Regions from separate parts of the Danio rerio genome. Here region 1 is linked to region 2. Evidence: chromatin contacts called from public HiChIP or PLAC-seq data. All regions are on one chromosome and are shown on one strand. The core of a region is the stretch at or near the end of the contact, and the rest is flanking DNA. Distances in the headings are between cores, read along the strand shown.

Region 1 (2,700 bases), core at 180-2,679, 370 kb after region 2:
AATATCATAGATATGTAACATGGGCTGCAATGCAAGCGCTGCAGGTGTCTATGGCAGGCCATTTAAACGTGTATTCCTTAAAATCTAGCTATATTTTTTCTAGTAGGCGACTGCTTTCTTTGTCTACATACTAGTAGTTGTTCCGGTAGTGACGACAATGTATTCAGATAGTCAGCAACTGCTTACTCCTTGCATACTAGAGATTATTATTTCATTGGTAGTCACGGTATAACACTGGAATTGATAACTATGTCAGTAGTCAAAATGACTCATTTTTAAAAATAAAATAGTATTAAATTAAGAGTTGCTATTAAAACTGGAATAGATATTAGCTGGTCAGAAGTGAACAGTTAGAATGACTATCAGTGTCAACAATAGTTAAAGGGATAATTTACCAAAAATTGAAAACGTACTCACCCCTAAGCGATTTCCGAAGAAAGCTGAAAACCTGTAACCAACCGATGACTTCCATGATAGGGAAAACAATTACTACAGGTTTTCAGCTTTCTTCGAAACATCTTATTCTGTGTTCAACAGAAGAAAGAAAGTTAAACAGGTTTGGAACATGTGAGTAAATAACGACAGAATTTTCAGTCATGAGTGAACTATCCCTTTAAATGCTGTAATGTTTAATAGATAAGAACTAGTGAATAAACACTGCTATCTTGTGAATTTTTTCCAGCGAGTTAGAAAGGCAAACTATAGGCACTACTGGAGTAAGTACTAATAAGAAGAAAAAAAAACATACAAAACATACTAGCTTAAATTAATAAATGCTAAAACGGCTTGCCAATAGGCATGGCTAAAAAAAATCTCCATTAGGAAACCCAGCCAAAGCCACCTTCTGACCGGCTCATTGTTAAAACAGCTAACCCGTGCAATCTAACAGGAACACATCAGACCACTACTCACGTTTCTTTGTGTAGCAGAGCGAGTCTTTCTTTGGGTACTTTCAGTCTTTGAGAGAGTCTTCGCTTTAGCCCTTCCACGGTCTCTTCTGCGGGAAGGGAGAGCTCGAAGCGTGTGCCGGTGGTGGAGTGGATGTACAAATTCATGGGGGGCTCGCCGGAGACGCTCTCGCAGGACGGCGCAGCTCCGCGACTGCTGCAGCTCCGGGCGCTCGGATGCTGGTCCATTCGATAGCCTACGATAGAGGAGACAGGGTCGATGGAAGCGGGCGGATAGGGCTGGGTGTCTCAATGGAAAGCTATTGGAAAAATATTCCCAATGATTATTCCCGTTTGGTGATGGATCCTGCGGCGATCCCCCGAATTAATATCTTCAAATACAGCAGTTTTTAATTCTATTTTTCCGATAGTGCATTCAAATGCATATTCTGCAAGTGTAGTCCTTTGTCGTTGACAGTGTACTGCAAAAACCAGCGCGATCTTTCCTTCTTTTCTTTATATATGTATATTTCTTTATATCTGTTCCTATGTTTTAAAGCGCAGCTCTCATCGCGGAGAGAAACTCCAGTGAAACACGCATAATAATGCCCGTTGTTTCACCGTGTCTCACTTCCACTGTGCCGCTATGATTACACCCACAAAAGCTCTGCCCAATCAAAGGAGGGGCTAGTGGTGACGTCATATACACAGCCAACGGGAGGACGGCCTGCTCACCCACGTGGAGCGCAAACACCGCCTCATTTCTCTCCCCCACACCGCTTTCCTCATTGAGGACAAATCCAATCTGAGTGGGCGACGAGCTCCAGTCCTGGAGTTCCAGCCCACTGTTACCAATTCCACACCATTCATGAGGCAAACTGTCAAAGTAACAAAAGTCACCCAATATAACCTTGAATGTTTAAACAGCAACACTGCGCGGTCTATTTTCAAAACACAGCAAAAATACTTTGTGTCACCTTGCTTTTCGTGTGTAGCTAATGTTGCATATTTGTTGACATTTAATGGTAGACATTCTTTTGCTGAAGCTAAAGAGTTTATGGATTTGTAGTTTTTATATACAGCTATGGAAACATATTAAAAACCACTTGACAATTATGCTTCCTCTGGATTTAGGATTTAGTGATTTGGGGGCCCAAGCAATTTCAGCCATGGGGAACAAAAGTTCTAAAATGCTCATTTTGTACTTTAATTGATTTATTTTGCATTTTTTTTCTTTTTCTACATTTTGTCTTCTTAATGCAAAAATAATACCAACATGTAATGCATCTCGTAAGCATTTTAAATTATTTATTTTCTGAAAATTAAAAGTAATTCTTTACCTAATTTGCTGGACTTCTCCATGATTGAGGGATACATTTGCACAGATATAATAAACATTAAACTTTTATTTTTTTAGACACACTTGTTATACAAAATATGATTTAAATATAATTTATAGGAGTAATTTATACTTCTAGGTATTTATTTGGGGGCCCTCAGATTTCCTGGGGCCCTAAGCTGCCGCTTATCTTGCTTATTGGTTAAATCCGCTCCTGACTGGACTTATACAGCTATGGCTTTATTTTTAAAAGGTCTTCTCGCAAATTTAAAATAAAAATATTGTCATTTAGAGCCTTTTTACTGACAGAAAATCAGGAATGTCACTGAAATATTAATTTATTAAAGAAATTCATGTTGAACACGTGTATGTTGTTGTTGTCTTAACCCTATCACTGCCTTGCATTTCTTAACTCCTAATGTCGCTAGTTAACACACTCAATGCATTTTATTTTACATTTCTAAAATATCAACC
Region 2 (2,700 bases), core at 127-2,626:
CCCTTTGATTTGTAACTGAAAAATGTAAGCCTTTGGCCTTTTAAATTGGCCCTATATTATTTGCCAATTAGGTGCCATTTTTTTCCATCTAATTTTGGGCATGTAAATTCTTTTTCTATGGGCTCAAAAATGCCATGGGCTTGTTGCAATATTAAAGATGAGTCGTCTGCAAATGTCATTAATTCGGCCTCTTGCATTCATTAGCAAGAAATTTGGCGCAGATAATGCATTGTTGCTGGGTCAGGGATTCTTTGGGAAAAAAATGGAATAAAACCAAAGTTCTGGTAACTGTCTTGGTATTTTCCACATTTCCTGTTTCCTATATTGCTAGTGCTGCAACCCGAAATGTGTGCCGCTCTTTATTGAGACTCTTTATTGTGGAGGACGAATTACAAATTTGTCAATTGTTTTGGTCAACCAGGATGGTCAAATGATCTAAGGCAACATGATCGCCCCCCCCGACCAAATATAAAATATAAATGTAAACTCAAATATACAGACACACCATTCCAACATGAATAGATTTTATTAATTTGCAATCCAACACATGGTTTTATGAGTTCTTGTGCTTTAGCTCTGCAGCCAAGAATGTCCGGCCACCTGTTGAATAGTTGGCCTTGTGGAAGGATTTGTCTGGAGCAGAGTTCTGATAAACACCCGGCATGGTTCCTCAACGGCGACATTACTTGGATAATTCAATGGTCTCTGCTGAAGAAGGCGAAGTCGTCTGACGTTGGTTTCATCGTATGGCATTGTTCCAGTCACCATGACATACAGAATCACCCCAAGGCTCCATACGTCATACTTCTTTGGATCATACGGCGTTCCTGTGATGACCTCCGGTGGAGTGTAGGCCCGAGATCCACAGAAGGTATGACTGAGCTCTGAAGGGTCTTCAACGAATCGAGCAAAGCCGAAGTCTGCAATCTTAATTTTCTCATCGGCTGTTAACAGTATGTTTTCACACTTCAGGTCTCGGTGGACAATGTTCATCTGGTGGAGGTAGTTGATAGCGCTGACCATCTGCGCAAACATGGTTTTACTTAGGTCTTTAGGAATATGATGGACCTCATGTATCTTCTGAAGGAGATCTTTCTCCGCAGCCTCCATCACGATGCAGAGTCGCTTTCCCGCCACCTCAATGCATTCGAACATTTGGATGATGTTCTCGTGATTCACCCGTCTCAAAACCGCCAGTTCCCTTGGGAGAAACTTCTGGATGAAATCCGCAGAGCCCCTCATGCGGTCTACAATTTTGATAGCCACCTTACAGCAGTGCTTCTGCGAGGTGGCAAGCTTGACTCGAGAAAAGGAGCCTTCACCAATTGAGGTGAGGAAAGTGTAGCCCATGCCTTTCAAAACGTTGTTAATAGACATTTTGTCTCAACAGATGTATGCTACAATCTCAGGAGAACTGTCAAGCTTGAGTTTGCACTGCATTCCTCACCCATGTCATAAGAATGTGCATTCTACTGTGTTCTTTAAGCATTCTATTCTATGATGTCATCATAGATCATTCTACAGGTTAAGAATGTTGGAAGCAGTAATTTAGGCCTCTGTTATCTGTACTCAATTATTTAATCACAATTAATGCATAACATGGACCTATTTCCACCTTTTATTAGCATTTTAAGCGATCTGATCAAGTGGTCAGCTGAAATGCTTAACCTGGTCCATGGTGTTAACAAGCACTCAAATGTTTGAGTCATTTGATCAAATGAGTATTTACACTATGAAATCAATCCACTCAAGTGTTTTTGACTTAAAAGCTCTCTGTTTTAGACCCCGTTTACACGTGCCTTTAGTGTCCTCTTGTGTTCAGATTAATGAGAACAATAATAACAGATGAAAATGAACGTGATGTTGGTTTCTGCCTCGGAGTAAAATATATAGGAGAGTGTAACTAGTCTAGATCCACATATATAGATCTTTATTGTTTGCAGTACAACTCAATGTTAAACTCTTTCATACTTTTAAACTTTGTTAAAAAGTAGTAATTACAATCCTAAGCCTATTTTAATGTATATAAAACGAATAATTTTGCTTTACATTTGCCTGCTTTGCTTAAAAAATAACAAAGTAACAAATTTGTTACTTCAAAGCGACTTAATATTGTATTTTTCATTCATTAATTTTCTTTTTGGCTTAGTCAATAATAAATAATAGAGTTGACTCTAGAGTGATTGAGGTGAGTTTCATGAATGGAACCTTCCTGACTAAAGATATATAAAGATATAAGTAAATAGATTGACTTACAGTCATACAGATATTAAGTATGTGTGGTTTAGTTTAAAACAGCAACAATTTTGTGTTTCATTTACCCTGTTTAAAACCCAACAAAAAGGCTAATTTTAGGCTACACTTAATAAAATGTTTCATTTATTTGTAAATCTAGTGTTTTTAAACGTACACATAAAATAATAATTTTACGTTTTAATAAACTAAGACCTTTTATTTATTTATTTATGTCGACTGAGAATGCTAATAAAAGTCTATGAGAGGGTGCATTTTGCGGCAGAGGTGTGTTTCTCGGCATAACACCGGAGCACCCGGAGGAAACCCACGCGAAGTCCACACAGAATGCCAACAGACCCAGCTGAGGCTCGAACCAGCGACCTTCTTGCTGTGAACATTGTAATATGTTACTTTAAAAGTAACTTTACCCAACACTGCCGGTAAACACTTTCCCTCACACCAACC

What was found. HiChIP or PLAC-seq counts read pairs in DNA pulled down with a chosen protein or histone mark.
Region 1: an H3K4me3 HiChIP or PLAC-seq map of embryo shows a contact between it and region 2, with 3 times the contacts expected there. The contact joins the promoter of midn here to the promoter of tssk6 in region 2. A contact is called at or near these places in 1 of 18 Hi-C or Micro-C datasets (embryo) and 1 of 4 datasets of contacts at active chromatin or transcription factors (embryo).

Annotation. Positions count from the first base shown.
Region 1 is chr22:18,450,196-18,452,895 of GRCz12tu, forward strand. midn (midnolin) reads right to left here and starts at 1,430. Exons shown (of 7, transcript NM_207052.1): 1 at 913-1,430. The coding sequence starts at 1,136.
Region 2 is chr22:18,080,315-18,083,014 of GRCz12tu, forward strand. tssk6 (testis-specific serine kinase 6) reads right to left here and starts at 1,377. Exons shown (of 1, transcript NM_001044845.1): 1 at 571-1,377. The coding sequence starts at 1,377. The coding sequence ends at 571.